2 separate regions of the Capra hircus genome follow, and region 1 is linked to region 2. The links are chromatin contacts, called in public Hi-C maps. All regions are on one chromosome and are shown on one strand. The core of a region is the stretch at or near the end of the contact, and the rest is flanking DNA. Distances in the headings are between cores, read along the strand shown. Region 1 holds the start of CCDC88C (protein Daple). Region 2 overlaps CCDC88C (protein Daple).

Region 1 (6,926 bases), core at 312-2,811, 95 kb after region 2:
ACCAATTGCACTTGCTCTGGGGCAACTGGAAACACAAGATGAAAGGGAGGCAGAAACACAGGCGTCCTGACCTCGAATGAAACTTTATAGTCACTCATGGATGCTCTGGTCCCACCCGACACTTCCTGTAACCAGACACTCTCCGTTACAGCTCCTTGCCCCCCAAAAGAAAGGTTTTTCTTTTTTTTTTCCTTGTCATTGTCAAACAACACTTAAGTCCCTAAGTTCCAAGTCAATTGCAACATGTGGATGACAGTCACTCAATTTCAAATTCCTTTCACCAAACATCTGACCAAACCACTGTCCTGGAGTTCTTCACACCCAACAAACCAGGAAGACACCATTAATACCGAAATACCAGTGGGCCCACATGCAGAGAACACTGCAACTTCACATTCCATTTCTACAACCGGATATTCGACTTTCCGAGGCATCATTCCTTCCTTCCTCCCGGAAGGTAACTCACATTTGCAACATGATTTGGTTCAGAAAGATGCCATCCGCTAAATCCATGTACATGGTCAGGTTGTCCTGGTTGCCGCTTCCGAATGGGCCAAAAGTTTTCACCTGCGGGGAGGGGAACGCGGAGAGTAAGGCAGTAAAAGTCACCCCCACGCGCTCAGTCTAAAGCTCTCCAGGCGGGCAGAGCCCCTGGGGGCAGAAGGGAGTCACCCACGGCCACCCACCCTTCCACAGCACGCTTCTCCCGGGCCTCGATCCCCCTCCCCGTGCCAGGCAACAGAAGAGAGACAGCAGAAAGAAAACTTCCTCGCCACTTTTTTGCGGCGTCTCAGAGTGGAAAGAAAATAAAATAAAGGGTACTTCTCAATAAATTTCTCACGTCTCAGATCTATTGGAAATCACAGCGCCCACCCTAGCCGTAAACGTTCTTACTCGAAACCCCCTAATCTCCACTGCTCTCCACCCGCTGGCCTCAGGGGTTCAGAAACTACACGAGGATATCTTAAGGGAGTGGGTCCTTTTTCCAAGCGGTCAAGCCATGCGCCCAGGGTGACCACTAGGACCCTGTCGCTCCAGGGCCGCCGGCCCAACGCCCTGGCGGGAACAGGTGTACCCACTCAGCACCCCCGCCCGGCCGAGAGCGAGGCGGGGTCCTGCACCCGGCGCGCCGTCTCCAGAGTTGGAAATAACCCCAGACCCCGGGACACCGACCCCGACCCTGGCTGGGGGTGGGGGGTGGGGGACGGAGGGCACTTGATGAGTCCTCTGGGTCTAGGGGCTACCCGGGGCCCCGGCTGGGTCGGGTTTAACTGCGATCGCCAGCGGGCGGGAGAGGAGCCGGTGCCCCAACAATGGGGCGGGGAGCCAGGCACACTCACCCAGGTCACCAGCGGGCTCTGCAGGAAGAGCTCCATGAGCTCCGAGACCGTCACGTCCATGCTGAGGCTGCGCCCGCCGGCTCCGCGCCCCGCGTCCCCGTCCCCCGCGCCGAGGCACAAAGCGGCTCTGGCAGCGACCGGCGGGCGCGGGGCTGCGGCGGCTCGCGCCCGGGAGACAAAGGCGGGGCGCGAGCCCACGTTCCGCGGCTTCGGCGGCCCCGCGCCCCGCCCGGGGCTGGGGGAAGGGGAGGGCCCGCCGCTCGGGGAGGAACAATGCGGGCGGCGGCCCCGCCCCTTGGCGGCCCTGGGGGATCGGCGCGCCGCCTCGCGGTGCTGGAGCCGGGAGTCCCGGCGCGGGCGCGGCGGCGCGGGGGCGCCGGGAGGGGGCAGCGGTCCGCACGTATGCAGGGGGAGGGGGCGTCCCGGCCGCCCGCACGTGGGGCTGCAGCCGCGCGCAGATGCAGAGAGCGCTGCCTCGGCGGGCTTGGGGCCCCAACACGTGGCTCCTCGCTGCGCGCGTGCGTCGGCCACCAGCCCGGGAGCCCGTTGCGGGCCCGAGAGCAAGAGAGCTTGGGTCCCGGCCTCTGCCTCCCCGGGTGCGCGTGTGGGAGACCGAAGGAGAGCGGAGCGCGCTGCCCACCCAGGTCGATTCGGGCACACCGCACGCTGGAGGCCCAGCGGAGCCCACCACCGCCAGGCTGGCGGCCCCCAAGCAGGTGCAGCCCATCGACCGCGCGGAGCCTCCCAGGTGCCGCCGAGGCCCCGCTCGGCTCCGTGACGACAGGCCCAAGCCCGCCAGCCTCAGGTGCTGGGATCGGCCTCGTGGGCAGGTGGGGCGCAGGCCCGGAAGTCAGAGGAGGAAAGTTGGTGCTGAGTTTAAGCCGTAGGAGCGCGACCTCTTGCGCCCCACCTTACCACCTCCCAGGCTGCTAGCCTTTTAGAAGTTCCCGCAGAAAAACAGGTGTTGTGGCCGCCCCGACCTGGACCCGGCCCAACTGGAACACCCCCTCCCTCCAACCCCAACACCACCGCCGCTTTGCCAAGAGTGAAGCCAGATTCCGGATTCCTACTTGGAGGACGTAGCGGCAGCTTGGTGGTAGGCGACAGGAAAGAGGACAAGTGCCCCAACTGGATGGAAAGCCAGCCCTGGGCCCAGACCCACAACCTCCCTGCTGAGACAGCTGCGGTGGATCGGGCGGTCTCTACCTCACCTTGGGCCGGTAATAATTTCACACTACGATTCAGTCATTGTTCAAAACATTTTACACAGTTAAACTAGTCGAATCCTCAAGAGTTTCCCAGGTGAGCCCACCGATGCTGTATTGGCCTGAAAGCGCCTAGCATAATTGGTGGCAAGTATACAGTAGGCGCTAAATGGCTGCTGGTTTGCATGTGAAAGTTGACTCTGTCAAGCGTTGGGGCTGCGGCATCTGCCGGTGAAATGTGGAATTGCAGCCGAGTTCCGTGGTACTTGAGCGGGTGAGGGGGTGAGATTGTGGCCCTGCCAGGCTCCTCTGTCCATGGAAATTCCCAAGAATACTGGAGTTGGTTGCATGTTTCCTCCTCCAGGAGGAAATCTTTCTGGGTCTTTCTGGGTCTCCTGCTTTGGCAGGCAGATATTTTACCACTGAGCCACCCGGGAAGTCAGCCAAGTCGACTGCTGGTGCTGCTGCTAAGTCACTTCAGTCGTGTCCGACTCTGAGCGACCCCATAGACGGCAGCCCACCAGGCTTCCCCATCGCTGGGATGGCTCCAGGCAAGAACACTAGAGTGGGTTGCCATTTCCTTCTCCAATGCAAGGCATCCCTAAAAAGAAGTGCCGAATTCAGGATGATGGAAGGGAAAATGGGAGACTGAGAAGAACTAAAATTTCGAGCTTATGTGGTTTCTTTGTGCACCAGAAATTCAATAATTCCTAATTGCCTATATCATGAAATCAGTTGGAAAATATATAAAATATGTATTTATGCCTACCTCTGTTTAAAAGGCCCCTGTTCTGTGCGGCTGGGATTTTTTTTTTTTTTTCATATTGATCCCAGCTATTCTGGAAAGACAAGGAGGCGATCTTTAAAATTATTAGATAAGCATAATCTTTCACACTAGGAAATACATTGGACAAATGCTTTTCTGACAGTTGTCGCTGAGGACACTGACACCTCCTGGGCCACAAATATGTCAGGAATTTCTGTTTGGGGGTCAGTTAGCTGCTGTGTTGGTTCATTGTCATTGATGTATCCGCAGTTCATTGGCTCAACCCCATTTTATTCCGTTGGGAGCGAGCTGACTGAGCATCCTTGTTTCCTGGGGGTGCAGGGTGTCAGGTAAACTGGATGGTGCCCAGGTTGCAGGAGTGGAAGGCTTCACAGGGTTGGATGAGCTGGACAAGTCACTTCTAGAAACCCTCTCACTCCGTAAGATCAGAGTAAGGAGTTTCCTGGGTGACTTTACAGGGTAATTTTGAAGTTCAGGTGATGGGGTGTAAAAAGGTCTATAAAGGAATCTTCCTCACTGTCTCCTCCTCATCTGTTGCCACTCCCCCCCGCCACCCCCATCTGCCATTATTTTAATAAGAATTGTTTCCCCTATGTCTCCATCGAGTTGGCCATAAACTTCAGGAAGCAAATACACAAACCGTCTATTAACCACTAAGCAGTAACCCTCCGTCCCCTGTCCATCCAGACCAACCCTTGGGTTTCACTCTTATCTGAAACTTAACTGCTGCTGCTGTTAAGTTGCTTCAGTCGCATCCGACTCTGTGCGACCCCACAGATGGCAGCCCACCAGGATCCCCCGTCCCTGGCATTCTCCAGGCAACAACGCTGGAGTGGGTTGCCATTTCCATCTCCAATGCATGAAAGTGAAGTTGCTCAGTCGTGTCTGATTCTTAGCGACCCCAGGGACTGCAGCCCACCAGGCTCCTCCGTCCATGGGATTTTCCAGGCAAGAGTACTGGAGTGGTTTGCCATTGCCTTTTCCAGAGACTTAACTATTTATTTACAATTTTTTTCTTGTTGATTTCTGCATGAAAAGTAATTGCTTTGTGCATTGCTTCCTAGACAGAAGCAGTACTTTAATTATGTTGTTCATTCTGATAAAGAAATTTCTCCGTTTCTCAGAAAATGCTGGCTCAGCTGTGTAATCTAATGGCATCTCTGTAATTTGATAGGAGTTTTAAATAATTCATACAACTTTAAGGAGGGGGGAGTGGCTATTTGTTAATGTCTTTGTAATTAACTTGTTATAAGGAGCATGTATTAATTTCATAATTAAATGTTTGTGTTAAAATACACATCACATAAAATTTACCATCTTAACATTTTTAAGTGTACAGTTCAATAGCATTAAGTACACTCACTTCGTTGTGCAGTCCTTGACACCATCCATCCCCGTAACTCTTTTCATCTTGTAAACCTGACAATACCTATAACTTTCCATTCTTCCCTGCTCTGGCCTCTGGCAAGCCTAATTCTATTTTCTGTCTTTATTATTTTGACTACTCTAAGTGGAATCATACAGTATTTGTCTTTTTGTAACTGGATTATTTCACTCAGTATCATGTCCTTAAGATTCACAGAATACCTTTCCTTTTTTAAAGCTGAATAATACTCGTGTGTGTGTGTGTGTGTGTGTGTGTGTGTTGAATTTTGCTTATCCATTCATCAGTGGATGGACTTTTGTGTTGCTTCCATGTTTTCGCTATTATGAATAATGCTACTGTGAATATGGGTGTACAGGTATCTCTGTAAGACCCTGCTTCTGATTCTTTTGGATACATAGCCGCAAGTGGGATTGCTTCATCATTTGCTTAATCTTTATTTTCTTGGAACCTCCGTACTATTTTGCATAGTGGCTCTCCCAGTTTACAGTCCCACGAACTGTGCGTGAGGGTCCTTTTCTTCATATCTTTGCCACCATTTGTTATCTCTTATCTTTCTAAGTTTCACCATTCTAACAGGTGTGATGTGATCACTTGGGTATTTTATTTCCTTTTCCCTAATGATGATAGTGATGTTGACCATCTTTTCGTGTACCTGTTGGCTATTCATATATCTTCTTTGGAAAAATGTCTGTTCAAGTCCTTTGCCCATTTTAAAAATTGGATTATGTGTTGCTTTTTCCTGTGAGTTGTGTGAGTTTATATATTATATATATAGGGTTTTAACCCCATTATCAGATATATCATTAGCAAGTATTTTCTCCCATTCTATAGGTTGCCTTTTATCTTGTTGATTTTCTTTACTGTGCCAAACCTTTTTAGCCTGAATTTTACTTTTTGTTGCCTGTGCTTTTGGTATCAGATCTAGAAAATCATGGCCAAGATTGATGTCAAGAACCATACATGGCAACATTTTCTTCTGAGAATCTTTTTGTTTTCAGGTGTTACATTCAACTAATCTATTCTGAGTTAATTTGTGTGGATGGTGTAAGAGAGGAGTTTAGTTTCATTCTTTTGCATGTAGCTGTTCAGTTTTCCCGACACCATTTATTGAAGAGGCTGTCCTTTCCTCATTGCATATTTTTGGCTCCTTTGTCATAAAATAATAGACCATATATGGGTGGGTTTATCTCTGCACTCTCTATTCTGTTGCATTGACATATGTGATGTTTTTATTCAATACCATTCTATTTTGATTACTACAGCATTGTAATATAGTTTGAAATCTGGAAGCATCATGCCTCCAGCTCTGTTGTTCTTTCTCAAGATTGCTTTAACTATTCCTGGTCTTCGTAGTTTCATATAAATTTTAGAAACTTTCCTATTTCTGTGGAAAGTGCCTTTGGAATTTTGACAGGCGTTCCGTTCAGTCTGTTCATTGCTTTGGGTAGTTTGGACATTTAAACAATATTAAATCTTGCAATCCATGAATATGGAATATCTTTCCATTTTATTTGTATCTTTGATTTCCCTCATCAATGTCTTAATAGTTTTCCAGCATTTAGGTCTTTCACTTCCTTGGTTAAATTTATTCCTAAGTATTTTTTTTTCTTTGGTTGCAGTTTTAAATGGGATCATTTCCTCAATTTATCTTTCTAATAGTTATTGAGGTATCGAAACGCAATGATTTTTATTTATTCTGTATCCTGCAGCTTCACTGAGTTTATTTATTGTTTTAATACTCTTTTGGTGGGATCTTTTGGATTTTCCATGTATGTCATCTGCCAACAGTAATGGTTTTACTTCTTCCTTTCTGATTTGGATACCTTTTTCTTTTTCTTGCCTAATTGTCCTGGCTAGGACTTCTAATACCATGTTGAAAAAAAGTGGTGAGAAAAGGCATCTCCTTGCTCATCTTTGGGGGAAAGCTTTCAGCTTTTCACCATTGAGTATGACGTTAGTTGTGGTCTTGTCATTGTGCTTGGTTGAATCTGGTTCTTTGCAACCCCATGGACTGTGGCCCGCCTGGCTCCTCTGTCCATGGGATTTCCCGGCAAGAATACTGGAGTGGGGTGCTGTTTCCTCCTCCAGGGGATCCTGCTCACCCAAGGATCTCGTGTCCCCCGCATTGGCAGGCAGATTCTTTCCCACTAGCGCCACCTGGGAAGCCCAGCCTTGTCATAGGTGGCCTTTATTATGTTGAGGGTTAT
Region 2 (7,240 bases), core at 1,101-3,600:
TACAGGCAGGGCGATGGCGTCCCCCACATCGAACCGGACACAGACGTGTGTGTTCAGATCCTTTGGGCGGATATCCTAAGGTCTAAAAGGCATCTGCCACCCTCTCTGAGTTCTCATCTCCCACCAAGAACAGCAGTTCAGAACCCGCCAGCCTGAACGTCCTCAAGACCCCAAGCAACAACAGGCAGCACAGCAGGGGAGGTGGACAAAGGTCCGCAGCCCAGGTCCAGCGCTGACACACAGAAGCACATGCGCTCGCCACACACGAAACTATGCTACAAATAAAACAAACCTCAACTGAAACTCCACTAATTCAGAGCCTGTGATCATTTGGATGGTACTATGGCATTTGTGGAAAATGAACATTTTTCTATTGGGGTAAAACATTATAACATAAAATTCACCATTTTAAAGTGCACAGCTCTGTAGCATTAGATGCATTCCCAGTGATGTGCAACCATCTTTACTATCCCCCTCCACACCTTTTCATCATCCCAGACTGAAACTCTGTACCCATGGGGAATAATTCCTAAGGGTCTACGAGTTCAACAACACAGCTGACCACAAGCCTCCTCTCCTCTTCCATAAAAGCCAGTGCTTCACAGACGGTGATGATGACACAACAGTTCATTACTGAGTGCTATGCTCATTAGCACCCAAGCAGAGTAATGGCATCTATTTTAGTAAGACAGTGGCTGTAAGAACAGCATCCTTTACTGTGCCCGTGGGCCAGGCATGGCATCGAGCTTCACCACCGCCTCCTGTGAGGCAGCTTCGTTATCCCCACTTTGCAGATAAGGAAAGTGAGTTCTAAAAGAGGTCACCTAGCTAACAAGCGGAGGAGCCAGGACTTTAAGTCAGGTCTTTCTTGACTCAAAAAGCCACCAAACCACACATGAAAAAGTGCATTCAGGCTCTACTTGCATTATGTCTTCATTCAACCTAATGTTCAATAGCTCCTAGCTAAGGACTGGAAGAAACACAAGCTGGAATCAAGATTGCCGGGAGAAATATCAATCACCTCAGATATGCAGATGACACCACCCTTATGGCAGAAAGTGAAGAGGAACTAAAAAGCCTCTTGATGAAAGTGAAAGAGGAGAGTGAAAAAGTTGGCTTAAAGCTCAACATTCAGAAACTAAGATCATGGCATCTGGTCCCATCACTTCATGGCAAATAGATGGGGAGACAGTGGAAACAGTGTCAGACTTTATTTTTTTGGTCTCCAAAATCACTGCAGATGGTGATTACAGCCATGAAATTAAAAGACGCTTACTCCTTGGAAGAAAAGTTATGACCAACCTAGACAGCATATTCAAAAGCAGAGACATTGTTTTGCCGACTAAGGTCCATCTAGTCAAGGCTATGGTTTTTCCAGTAGTCATGTATGGATGTGAGAGTTGGACTGTGAAGAAGGCTGAGCGCCGAAGAATTGATGCTTTTGAACTGTGGTGTTGGAGAAGACTCTTGAGAGTCCCTTGGACTGCAAGGAGATCCAACCAGTCCATTCTAAAGGCGATCAGCCCTGGGATTTCTTTGGAAGGAATGATGCTAAAGCTGAAACTCCAGTACTTTGGGACCTCATGCAAAGAGTTAACTCATTGGAAAAGACTGATGCTGGGAGGAATTGGGGGCAGGAGGAGAAGGAGACAACAGAGGATGAGATGGCTGGATGGCATCACTGACTCGATGGACGTGAGTCTGAGTGAACTCCGGGAGATGGTGATGGACAGGGAGGCCTGGCACACTGCGATTCATGGGGTCGCAGAGTCGGACACGACTGAGTGACTGAACTGAACTGAACTGAACTGAAGCACTAGGAGTTGGGGACATTGAGAATAAATCACGCTCACTGATCTGAAAGGGCTCATACACTATACTGAGTAGTCTGAAAGAGCAAGGATTTCCAACCCCCATAGGCCACCCTGGTCTCTTACAGAAATACTCTCTCATTAGGTCTGGAACTGTCCCCGGCAGCCTGCACCACCTCTCTGCTCCACCAGGGGGCAGTGGTCCTCCCCAATGGACCTACTCTTCCCCGCAGGGCCAGGAATCAAAGAGATCCCGTCCTCAGACCCCAGCACAGGGTACAGGCCCCAAAGCACAGATAAAACTAACTCCCCTCACCGGCTGGTAGTTTAACAAACTGATGTTTGGTTTGGTACTGATGGGACACCCCTCGAAGAGAAGATGTTTTCCAGCTTTGTTCAACAAATTTTCTATTGTTTGGGGGATGCTTGTGGGAATTGAAAAAAGTGACTCCCAGCCCAGCCGAAAGCCCTGCCTCGTTCTGCGCAGCTCTAAGTAAACAATAACTGGCTCCATCACAGGCACGTGTGCTATTTCTGAACACAGGAACTGGCTTATTGTTTGCTGCGCACTGAAGCTTCCTGCTGCAGCGCGGACCGCTGCCCCACCCACCCTTCCCTGGCCGAGGCGCCCCGTCTGTCTCCAGCAGGGGCAGCGGTGCAAGCCAGAAGAGGCCTGGGTCCTGGGAGAAGCGGCCACTTAGCAGCCCCCGCCTGGGGAGACAGAGAACAGACTGCATCCGTCTTGCCCAATTATGCAAATGAACAAGAAAATAATGCCCAGGCTACACTCATAGCGGGGATGAGTGACCGCTGGGGATGTCTCCTGCCATGCAGGGCTTTCAACCGTCCACAGACAGGGCTCTGATGCCCTCTGGGTGTCAGCGCGAGCTAACCTGCAAGCTCCTGGGACTGTCCATATGGGAACTGGGAAAGCTGGCAACACTTAATTTGTGTTTCATGTCCTGACATCAAGGCTGCCAGACCCCTCCTGCTCTCCTTGGGGAGAAGGGTAATGAAACAGTTCCAAATGGCACTTGAAGGAAATCCTATTTACTCGGGGTGAATGGATGGCCTGACACGGAAGATTTAGAGCCCAGGGCTCGGCTCCCTGGATGAGGAAGCGGCCGCGGGCTGGGCGGCTCCTGGGCACCGGGCGCCCCCTACCGTCTGACAGGTCTGCGTTCTTGGACAGCTGCTCCAGCTCCCAGCCGAGGTGGGCCGACTCATTCATGCTCTGCTTCTGAGCAATCTCCAGGACCATGTTCTCCTCCAGCAGCTCCTCTATTCGCTTCTTATCCGTGTCCCGGTCCTAGTACGGGAAGAAAGACGGAGTGAGAATGTGGCTGGGGGACCCCTCTGGACAGGCCCTGGCCCCCGTGTATCCACCCCCACCCCCATTCCTGAAGGATGGAAGGCCTTCTAGGCACCTGCTCGCTTCCCCGAAGAGAAATGAGTCTAGCCCAGGGCCCAGCTGGGAGTTACGGCCACTGAAAGATACACTGGCTGGCAACGGAGGGTGATGGGAGCGCCCAGGTCTCTAACTGAATGCTGTCTGAACAAAGTGACTTATAACCCAGGGCTTTAGAGCAAGAACCCTGGTGACAGGTGGCTTCGTGGCTCTAGGGCACCTAATATGCCCCGAGAAGCCTGGAAAGGAACTCAGGGATCTCAGCTCAGACCTCACCATAAAAGCCAGCAGAGGCTCTTGCAAAAGACACACCCATGAGCTCATCCATACATGAGCAGTCCAGCATGGTAGTCCCATTCTGTCCATCTGTGGGCGCCCAGTGGGGCCCACCCCGGCCGCCGAGCTGAGCGAGCTACTCTCCGCAGTCAGCATGTCACCGTGTCGGCAGTGGCGCCAAAACCGTGACGGAAAAAATCAGAGAAGGACATGGCACAACCTGAAACCACCCCAATCTGTTTAGATAGGTCTGTGTGGCAGCAGCCTGCAATACCAATTCCAGGTCGTGAAGCTTCGATTTCAGCTGCAGGTTCTCTTTCTCCAGCTCATGAACTTTATCGCCCCGGGCCCGAGCAGCCGTCAGCTGTTCCTCCAGCATGGCCTTGGTTTCAATTAAAATGATATTATCTTCTCTCAGCTCCTGAGCAGCAAAAACATACATGAGAATCATCAGATAAAGGCACCTGCTTCGTGATGACAGCTCGTCCAGGTCTCTGGACCAAAACAAACAATCCAGGGAAAAGGTTGCTGCCTTGAGAGAGTTCTGTCCCCACTTTTGAGCATCGCCACCTTTTTCATCAGGTCAGGCCACATGGACTTTCTCAACTGAAAGAAAATATCCATGAATTATCTGACATGTGCACACACTGTTGCTGTTGCTTAGTCACTAAGTTGTATCCGATTCTTTTTCGACCTCATGGACTGTAGCCCGCCACACTCCTCTGGCCAAGGGATTCTCCAGGCAAGAACACTGGAGTGGGTTGCTGTTTCTGTCTCCAGGGGATCTTCCCAACCCAGGGATCGAACCAGTGCAGGATCGAACCCAGATCTTCTGCTTGGCAGGTGGATTCTTTGCTGCTGAACCACCAGGGAAGCCCAATATACACACTACCCAGTGTAAAACAGGGAGCTAGTGGGAAGTTGCTATATAGCAGGGAGCTCGGCTTGGTGCTCTATGATTACCCAGAGGGGTGGGATGTGCAGGTGGGAGGGAGGTCCAAGAGGGAGGGGACATATGTATACTTAATAGCTGATTCACTTTGTGGTTCAGCAGAAACTAACACAACACTGTAAAGCAATTATACTCCAGTTTAAAAAAATAATAACAAATGAAATCAATCCAGGAAGGTAACACTTTCTTTGCTGGCCACGGTGCACAGGTATATGACATCTATAACCTCACCTGGCTGGACAAGTGGACTCCACTGACAGCTCCGGGACCTTGCTGAGCCTCCATTTCCTTTACAAGGAAGGGTGGGGCTAAGAGTCTGTCCCAGTTCAAGGGCTAAGTCTAATCCTCTCAGCTCAACATTCATTCCATTGATCAGGATGTTGGGGAAGCTGTTCTTTCGTTCAATCAACAGCTTGTATGTAAGCATTTTACACATATTCTCTTGGAAAAACAACTGTTCTCAGCCGTTTCCTGGAAATGGGGAGTCTTTAAGATAGTGAAGTCACAAACAAACGTGAAACTCACAAATAAGTTCCGGGCACACACTGGGTGTGGAATACTATGGCTGCCCCCTTGCAGGGTAGTCCGTCATGCAGCCCAGCACCACTCAGCATCTCGGGGGGACCAAGAGCCCCCTGAATGCTTTCATCTCACAAACATGCACACAGGGGATGTTTCTCCCGGTGGGCAGTGTTCTAAGGCCCCACGTGTGGATTCTAACCATTGAGAGCTGGGCTGGGAGCTGTGTTACCCACTGCATGTCCACTCGCCTTGCACGGGCCAGAATCCAAGATTCCTGGTAGAGGGGAAACTGCAAGCCTTCTGGTCAGCGGACACGGTTCTGATCAAAGCCTGACAGCCATAAAAGGTATAATTATCAAAACTCTAAATTCCCCTGGGCACTCTCTCTGCTGGAGATGACATCCACCGTGCGGTCGGCCCTGCATCAGGGGCTCCCTGCCCCCGCCCCACTCACTATTCATCACAGTCAGGAGGGGGAGGAGAAAGAGGCCGATTTGGGTAAATTAAGGAATAAATTCCAAATCACAAAGCCAGCAAAGGGTGAAACTAGGATTCGAACATGGGCCAGAGAGCTCAGACTGCCTGCAACCCATCCTCAAGGGGCTCATGTGGGTAAGAAACTCAGACTACCAAAAAAAATGTGAAGTACAGCAAAAGAGGGATTTCAAGCAGGAAGAAGACCTGGTCCTCCTCTCTGACCACTGCCTCCACTATTCTCACCTGTATTCCAATAGGGTCTGCCCACGAGCACTCCCAGCCCTGAGTTCCAAAACACAGGCCATCCCTTCATCCTCACAACGAACTCCTATTCCACCCCCAAAGCCCAGCCTGAGTCGCCCCTTCTGAGAAGTGCTTGCAGATTCCCACTGTTCCACTGGTTGAGTCAGCTACCTGGGCTCCCAGAGCGCCCTGGGTACACTGTGCGACAACGGTGTGCTGGCCTGTCCTCCTTCTCCAGACTGCGCACTCCTCAGGGCAGGCCTATTCCACTTCTGCTCTTGTGGGCCCCACAGGAGTATTCAGCAAACACCTGTCAGCTGAATCATGTCACGCGGGGGGGGATCACAGGTGGCATTCCAGTTGGCCTTGATTTCTGACAGGCAGGGATAAACAAGGGCGACCAGGGGAGCAGAATACAGTACAGGATAACTTCTAACTATTACTCAAAAATGTCTCAATTTCCCGGTGGTAACCACTCAACCATACATTAGACGACAGAAATAACGAGCCTTGCGCACGTCCTAGCCTCAGAAGTGAGACGCCTGCAGGAAGCTAAGTCCACACTCACACAGCCCAGGGCTCGGCCCCCAGGCAGATGCTCGCCTCCCCACCTCTGGGGCAGCTGTCAAGGCCAGCCCGCTCCTGAGGACAGGACCCCAAGTGAAGCAGGCGGCCTGACCCGGCCCGGCACACAGCTGAGGGGCCAGGTTTAGGAAGCCACAGTCCAGGCCTGGGGTCGGGCCCCACGTGGCTCGAGAGCTGCCCCTGCCCGTCTGTGAGGTGACCAGCAACGTGGGCTGACGGCTCAGGTCCCTGGGCCGCCACGCGTCCTGCCAGCCATGGGGCCAGGAGCAGACTCCTTTCTCTCACCGCGGATCCCGCCTTCCTCTGCTGGACATGAGACAGGGCTGAGGTGGGGGTCAGCTAGGATAAGGCATGCGAAATGGTCTGTGCATGGTGTCTGGGGCCCAGTAAGCAGGCCAGCTGCTGATTACTGTCTCTTTATGCCCCCATGAAGTGCTGTTCAGGCTGGCACTCAGTGAACATCACCCAGCATCAAGCTAACAGTTGTTTCAGAGATGCCTTATGTCCCCACTCCCAAAAAGCACCAGAATCCAGAAGGAGGGGTAAAAACCAAAGCAACCACGAGCTTCTGCCCACTGCCCTCAGGACCACCCAATGGATCCCTAAGCACCCAACGGATCCCTAAGGTGTCCAGAGCAATGGAAAGCCAGCCCCGAGGGGTCCTCAGGGGAGGGAGCCCCGGGTTACCCTACTTGGGGCAAGCAGAGGCCTCCCACTCAGCAAGGACCACCCCTCGATAATCTCTGCCCACCCATCTCATTCCATTGGAGGCCCTGAGGCTTCACCGAGGACCTGCCTGCTTTTAAACTTTGCCCGACTCAGGAGCGTGGTGGGCTGAATCATAAAGCAAGCATCGGGTCTGTCCTGCGCTAACTTCTCCAGGCACCAAACCGTTAACACAACTCCCTGAAGTCATTAGGAAACAGAGTCCTGATGGGAACAAAGGGTCTGCCCTCATAACGTGAT

What was found. Hi-C and Micro-C count contacts between places; a contact is called where the count stands out from the background.
Region 1: a contact with region 2 is called in a Hi-C map of blood, with 9 times the contacts expected there. The contact joins the promoter of CCDC88C here to the enhancer-like site in region 2. A contact is called at or near these places in 3 of 5 Hi-C or Micro-C datasets (all in blood).

Annotation. Positions count from the first base shown.
Region 1 is chr21:55,674,531-55,681,456 of ARS1.2, forward strand. CCDC88C (protein Daple) reads right to left here and starts at 1,562. Exons shown (of 29, transcript XM_018066131.1): 1 at 1,341-1,562; 2 at 467-567. The coding sequence starts at 1,400.
Region 2 is chr21:55,578,486-55,585,725 of ARS1.2, forward strand. It overlaps CCDC88C (protein Daple), which reads right to left. Exons shown (of 29, transcript XM_018066131.1): 11 at 3,770-3,916; 12 at 2,976-3,120. Among named protein-coding and RNA genes, the nearest start is that of GPR68, 55 kb to the left of the region's middle. Within about 2 kb of position 2,351, at least 3 of the 5 cell types and tissues checked have an H3K27ac peak or open chromatin away from gene starts, as enhancers often do.